2 separate regions of the Mus musculus genome follow, and region 2 is linked to region 1. The links are chromatin contacts, called in public HiChIP or PLAC-seq maps. All regions are on one chromosome and are shown on one strand. Each heading gives the region's core, a stretch centred on a gene start, on an enhancer-like site or on the middle of the called end of the contact. The rest is flanking DNA. Distances are from core to core; before and after follow the strand shown. Region 1 has its middle 65 kb from the start of C330011F03Rik. Region 2 overlaps Gm19585 (predicted gene, 19585).

Region 1 (3,537 bases), core at 101-2,600:
AATATATTAAATCTCCTGGCCAAATGGTGTATTTACTAATTATTCTTTCAATTCCGTGTATTTCAAAGTTATGTCACTTGATACAATGGACTTTAGAATTGCCTCTCAAGGCTTGAGAGATGGCTCAGTGGTTAAGAGCACTAACTGCTCTTCCAGAGGTCTTGAATTTAGTTCCCAGAAACCACATGGTAGCTCACAAACATCTATAATAGGATCTGACATCCTCTTCTGGTGTGTCTGAAGACAACTACAGTGTACTCATATAAAATAAAGAAATGAACAAAATAAATCAATGAAGGATTGCTTTCTCCTTTCTGATTTAAAAATTACAAATATTTTACAGGATGCTGCACAGTATTCAGCACCCTGTGATTTGGAGTTAATATGGCTATTGTTTATTTTGGTTGGAGTCTGCACAGATCAACTTTCTAGCCTTGTTTATTTCTCATATTTTGTTTTCTGTGCACATGGGTGTTTCTTTTGTGGACATTCATAGAGCTGAACACCAACATTATTTGGTTTATAGTGTTTTGATTTGTTGTTAATATCGTATATACTTCGTTATGTTTGTATTTTTACTATTAAATATTCTTCTTTTATTTGTGAATGTTTCATTTGGATTTTCTTCATTGAGTTTAATTTCTTATTTTTTTTCTAATATTTTCTGTGATGCTATAAATTATATTCCTTTTTTTAATTTATGATCAACCTTTGAATATCCAACCATAGCATCAAAATGAGTATCTTCACCAAGACTCTGAACTCTATAATAATGGTCTGTGTTTTCTTTAGGTTGATTCTAAGATACTATATTTTGTCACTTTACATATTTCTTTAAGCCAGGCAGTGGTGGCGCACGCCTTTAATCCCAGCACTTGGGAGGCAGAGGCAGGCAGATTTCTGAGTTCGAGGCCAGCCTGGTCTACAAAGTGAGTTCCAGGACAGCCAGGGCTACTCAGAGAAACCCTGTCTTGAAAAAAAAAAAAAAAAAGTAAGAAATTTCTTTAAATATTTCTAAATGCATTGGTTTTTTAATTTATTTATTTTTAATTCTTTATGCTTTTTACTGTTCTTGTGGATCTCCCAACTCTGTAGCAAATAGATTCATTTGAAAGTATTTTGTTAGGAATTTTAGGCAGACTGTTATTTACCGCAGAAAGCCTCTAACAGTCAGATTGCGTCTATTCTGTGATGACTCCCACTGGGACAGGCGAGTGGTTCTTTTTCCTGGCTCTCCTGCTAGGGAGGGCCAGGGTCAAGCTTCCCTGGCCTCACTGAAGGTCTCCTTATTCTATAGGGTTGCGATCTTAGTACAGCCACATTGTGCTGACTCATGGCCTGCCTTTTGTGTGGTGAACGACTGTACTTCCTGTAACTAACACTTCCTGCTCTGACTTCCGTCTTCAGGATAATCTTAGCTTCTAAATTTTTTTAGTGTTCTGATTTCAAGTCCCAATTAATTATTTTTGTCTCAGTGATTTTTCTTTTTAAAAACAAGCCCATCATTGTTCTTAAGTGCATGTTTATTGTAATTTGTCCAGTGGGAATTTTTGAGATAGATCGTGCCTTTCCTATAAATGTCTAAACCATCCTATTGCTCCCCAAAGTAAAAGTCTGTCATCTTGCAATCTTTTCCCCCTTGAAATAGAGCTTCTCTGTGTAGCCTTAGCTGTCCTGGAACTTTGTAGACCAGGCTGGTCTTGAACTCAGAGATCTGCCTGTCTCTGCCTCCCAAGTACTGGGATCAAAGGCATGTGACACCACCTCCAGGCAATCACAATATATTCTTTTTTTTTCTTTCTTCTTTTTTTATTTTTTTGCCATGCCATTATTTCTTTTTCTTTTTTTATTTTTCAACTTTTTATTAGATATTTTCTTCATTTACATTTCAAATGCTATCCCAAAAGTTCCCTATACCCTCCCCCGGCCCTGCTCCCTTACCTACCCACTCCCACTTCTTGGCCCTGGCATTCCCCTGTACTGGGGCATATGAAGTTTGCAAGACCAAGGGGCTTCTCTTCCCAATGATGGCTGACTAGGCCATCTTCTGCTACATGTGCAGCTAGAGACATGAGCTCTGGGCTTACTGGTTAGTTCATATTGTTGTTCCACCTATAGGGTTGCAGATCCCTTCAGCTCCTTGGGTACTTCCTCTAGCTCCTCCATTGGGGGTCCTGTGTTCCATCCAATAGATGACTGTGAGCATCCACTTCTGTATTTGCCAGGCACTGGAATAGCCTCACAGGAGACAGCTATATCAGGGTCCTTTCAGCAAAATCTTGCTGGCATATGCAATAGTGTCTGCATTTGGTGGCTGATTATGGGATGGATCTCCGGGTGAGGCAGTCTCTGGATGGTCCATCCTTTCATCTTAGATCCAAACTTTTTCTCTGTAACTCCTTCCATGGGTATTTTATTCCCTATTCTAAGGAGGAATGAAGTATCCACACTTTGGTCTTCCTTCTTCTTGATTTTCTTGTGTTTTGCAAATTGTATCTTGGGTATTCTAAGTTTCTGGGTGAATATCCACTTAGTGAGTGCATATCATGTGTGTTCTTTTGTGATTGGGTTACCTCACTCAGGATGATATCCTCCAGGTACATCCATTTGCCTAAGAACCCAGCTGTCCCTGAACAGAGGAATGGATACAGAAAATGTGGTACATTTACAAAATGGAATACTACTTAGCTATTAAACACAATATATTCTTAATCACTCTCTAGTTTCCTTTCTTTTTTCCTTCCTTAAGCCATTCTCTGCATCTTCCACCAGTCATATTGTCACACACAGGGTAGCATTCAAACACTTTACCACAACATACATGCCATGACCACTCATCCACACTTGTCCTCTCTGTCCTCCAGAGCAACTTCCATCAGCCCTGTTTTCATTCTTCCCTTAAATAACTTCATATTACTTTTTTCAGATACTTATATCTGAGAGTGTCTTATTTGTTAGTTTGCTTATTAATTTTCTCTCCCTCTTCACTAAATATACATTCAATGAAGACAGAGGCATGATTTATTCATATATGTCCAATGCCTAGTGAATTTAAATATTCAATTTACATTTATCAAATAAATCAGTAAGAACAATGTTTACTGAATACCCGCTATGAGCCAGACACTGATGTAGGAGCTTAAGATAGATAATGAAATGAACAAGAGTTCTACCACATGGAGTTTGCACTCTTAAAATGTCGACAGTTGTATAAATAATAGGCATGCCACACAAATAAATTATAGGGCATGTTAAGAGGTCATCTGTATAATAGAAAAAGTGGTCACAGTGAAGGAGGTAAGGAAGTACTTTACCATTGAACTGCAGGATTTACTAATAATATATAGGCTTGGGTTATAAGAATGAGAGGCATAAATGATGACAATAACAAGAGTGGACTTTCCACCATCCTTCTAGAGCATAGATCATTGCTGAAGCAGACACAGAGATCATAGCATTGAGTAGGCTAGGCAACTGGACTTTAGTATGGAGAGGCATTGACCTGAAAATGACTGGCTAGAAGTAGTATTAAAACCC
Region 2 (3,902 bases), core at 650-3,149, 780 kb after region 1:
TGACTATCCTTACCACTGGGACTGAGAGACAAGGGCTGAATCCATTCATATTTAACATTGAAGTGACAACCTGTCCTAATGTCCCAGACAAAGCAGTACAAAGCAATGTCAGTACTCCTTTGAGGAGAAGCACACTACACTTCAAGTCTGTGCTCCCCATTCCCTGGTAGTGTGCTCCTCGGTGAGTTGTTCCTAAGCTAGAGGCCCACTGTTTTGTAAGCCGAAGCTAATTATGCTACCTGCTACTCTCTCCCTACAAGAGATGAGACACTCCACTAGAGATGTTTCATGTAGTATATTGTGAGCAAATTCTCTCTTATTTCTCAAGATTTGTTCTTAGTAGGGGCTAAGTGCTTGGTTAATGATGAAGATGTCTTTGCCTTTAGTTCTTTAGTTCCACTCACAAGTCTAAAAATATAACTTGGTTACTTTTCTCTCTTCAATCTTAACTGGTATGAATTAAGAATTTTTTAAAAAATATCTTTTATGAATTGACTATGGGGTTTAGCAGTACCAAGGGGTTTGAGAGTAGGTGCTAGGTGGGTGAATATGGTCAAAACATTTTATTATGTATTTGTAAAATAGTTAAAAGGTAAGTAAAATACATTCTAAAAAAGTATCTTAGATGTTCTTCTCACCAAGTTTTAGAATAGAAAGATATTATAAACTTTAATTATTTTTATTTACTGGTTGTAAGCTATAGGGTATTTTGCCTGTTCAGCTCCCTTGAGAAACATCTGGCTCTGTCTGGAGACTGTTAAAACTGATAGAACATACTGGTGTCTGACAAGCAGAAACCAGGAATGCTGTTAAGTAAACCCTATCACAAGAAGCATCCATCCCCCCAAGCCGACTGTGATGGGGTTAAGAAACTATTTTAGACTGGAGGAAGATAGAGCCCAAGAGGCTCAGTGACTATGGCTGGAGAATCTTGTGGTCTCACATGTTATAAAGATGATGCTGTGGAGACCGATATCATTTCATGGCACCCAGTTCCATAAAATATTAATAAATGCACATCCTGCTACCATTTGTATGCTCATTACAAACTCCTCTATTGGAATGTTAGTGTATGTGATTTCTGTTTTTCCCCCACACATCACTTTTCAGCCCTTCCTTACCTGCACTCCAAAACACAAATATATACATATATATATATATATATATATATATATATATATGTACACATGCATGCATGCATACACACATATACAAATTTTATCACTGTAAACATAAAACGGAGGGTTTCCACTGCATACGCAAAGGTAAGGACTTTCTTCTGGACACCTATTTCAAACCAGATCATTTCACTACAATTGTTTAAGAGATGTCTGTACAAAGATGCTTCCCTGTGTAGGTCCTGTTGATCTACAACTGGACCTGGATTGAAGTGTTCGCATGTAAGAATTGTGTCTTCATTCCAAGAGGGTTTTAGGGCCAATTGCAGAAATTGTTTATAGAAGGAAGAATGAGACTAGCAGAGGGTGTCTTGGTGAGCAAGCCACACAAATTCACAGGAAACAGTCTTCATCAGTTCTAGTATCTGTGGTTTTCTCGAATTCTTCTCAGATCTTATTCTGGGAAAAAAAAGTTACCAAGTCAATAGTATTAATGGACTTGACTTTTCTCTTTTTTAAAAAACAAAACAAAACAACCCCAGAAAAACCTGAGAGGACCCATTGTCATCACAGGCTGGAAATGGAGAGGAGAGTAGTGCTGAGAAGGAATCTGGTGGGACAGAGGAGGGGTGACAGATGGGCAGCGAAGTGGAAGGAGATGCAGAGGTTTCTGAGACTAAAAAAGCAACTGAAAATAGTGATCTCCTTTAAATATCATTAGTGAAACCACACAGTGATGTCACTTCTGATCACGCTGTGATGTGAGTTGCTGATGTGGAGATAACCAGCTTCCTTTTGCGCATTCACAGGCTGTCTGCAGTGGAAAAGACCTTCAAGTTGACTGTGAGTGGGTGCGACTCATCAAGAAAAATAACCTCACCACCACAACAACACATGATGGGAGAGACCGAAACTTCTTTGGGAGAACATAAGGGGAAAAAAAAAAGAAAAAGTGAAGTCTAAATATTATTAAACACATGAAAGCAGAGTCATTTACTTATTAGGAAGGCGCTCATTCACACACAGGTAGACTTGTGGTCCCTTAGAAGTACGTAAACACAACCCGTCAGTCCACCACAGTCAACATCAGAATTTCTTGGGAAATGCCTCATGAAAGAGTTTTTAAAGAATAATATGACTGTGGATCTGTCAAATAATTTCCCAAAAGCCATGAAAGATGAGTTGCTCTGCTCTGTTATGCATTTCCTTCCCTTGCACGGGCACTCACAGCTTGCCAAATTTAGTCTGAGATCTGAACAGAGAGAAAACATGAACTCTTTCAACTGAAGTTCGGCTTCCTGTTTCTACATGGCCTCTCATACTCTGGGCCATTCTGCAGATCTACCCAGGTGTGTTTCCTGGACACTTGATAAAAATCATTCTCACATCAAAGTTGACCAAAAATGATTGATGATAAGTAGTTAAGGGTTTATAAATGCCAGACTATGGGAGATGATTGTAAAATAAATAGATATAAATAAATAAATAAACAAATAAATGTAAGCCCTCCAGTCTACTTCTATGTTCATTTATTCTTCTGTTTATAGCAGTCTGAGGCTACTCGAGGCTTAAAACAAAATATTGACATACAGATGTCATGTTGGGACATACATGTCCAGGTGACCTATTGTGAGTTGTGGATTACTTCATCCCCTTTCTGTATCTCAGCATCATTTTATCCGAACTGGAGTAGAAGACCTGCTCAAGACCGAAAGTGTCTTCAGACTCTCTTCAGGATTGCTGGGTTGACTGGAGCAGCATCTTATATACCTCAGCCACCCATCTCATAGGCCTCCATATGCATTTGTTAAAGACCACATACTCTGGACCAGCAAGATGGCTCAGTGGGTAACAGAACTTGCTAACAAAGCTGACAGCATGATCTTGATCCCTTCTCCCACCATGTGGTCCACTCTGGTTGTCCACAGTCCTCCATTGTGCATACTGTGGTATGCCTCCACACACAGTAAATAAATGAATAGAGTAAAATGTTTTAAAGAATTAATTTATTCTGTGTCCAACCTTGGAGTTTTTAAAACCTACAAAAATGGAACACAAAAAGCTATGTATTAACCGGTTTTGTTCCAGTCACTCTTCCCTATCTGGGGCCAAGTGTAAAATATTAAAAGGAAAAACAGACTAGTGATTACTGTACAGATTAAATAACAGAGAAGAGTGAGTACAATGGCATAGGCACACATTTGAGATGACAGAAGTTTTTTTGGAGGAAGAAAAGAATTATACTACAAAGATGGTCTTGTCCATACTTGCTGTTTCTACATTTTATTCTTTATGTACTTGGCTAGTTTCTCCCTATTCCAACATTTCTTTTTCTGTTTCCATTTAGTGTGGTCTTAAACCTCTGCCAGAGAAAGTGGCAAGGCATAGACTTCAAATATGCTCTTCAAAGTTACTTAGCATCCCGGGAGCATGGAGGAGTAAGTGCCTGCTGTGCAAGTGTGAAGGCAGGAGTTCGAGTCCCCGGCACCCGTGTAAAAGTCAGGTGTAAAGGCAGTCCTCTGAAATTCCAGTTGCAACAGGGGCCAAGACAGGTGCATCCTTGGGTTTATTGGCCAGCCAGTCTAAAATGGCAAGCAAGCCACAGATTCACCGAGGGACTCTATCAAGAAATAAGATGAATAGAAATAGAAGATGCCAGAGGAGGATCCCATTAATGTGGGTGTGTATACCACCCCTGTATATACCCCTGTCACATAATGTATACCCTGCAAACACCACACACACACACACACACACACACACACACACACACACACACACACA

Evidence for each region. HiChIP or PLAC-seq counts read pairs in DNA pulled down with a chosen protein or histone mark.
Region 2: a BATF HiChIP or PLAC-seq map of CD8 T cells shows a contact between it and region 1, with 6 read pairs. The contact joins two enhancer-like sites. A contact is called at or near these places in 1 of 15 datasets of contacts at CTCF or cohesin (large pre-B cells), 1 of 115 datasets of contacts at active chromatin or transcription factors (CD8 T cells) and 1 of 9 other capture datasets (embryonic stem cells).

The regions. Positions count from the first base shown.
Region 1 is chr17:51,381,416-51,384,952 of GRCm38.p6, forward strand. No RefSeq gene overlaps it. Among named protein-coding and RNA genes, the nearest start is that of C330011F03Rik, 65 kb to the right of the region's middle. Within about 2 kb of position 1,351, at least 28 of the 459 cell types and tissues checked have an H3K27ac peak or open chromatin away from gene starts, as enhancers often do. A contact at or near this core is called in CD8 T cells, where this site is marked.
Region 2 is chr17:52,160,867-52,164,768 of GRCm38.p6, forward strand. Gm19585 (predicted gene, 19585) reads left to right here. Exons shown (of 4, transcript NR_155494.1): 4 at 1,928-2,620. Among named protein-coding and RNA genes, the nearest start is that of Gm19585, 14 kb to the left of the region's middle. Within about 2 kb of position 1,900, at least 81 of the 459 cell types and tissues checked have an H3K27ac peak or open chromatin away from gene starts, as enhancers often do. A contact at or near this core is called in CD8 T cells, where this site is marked.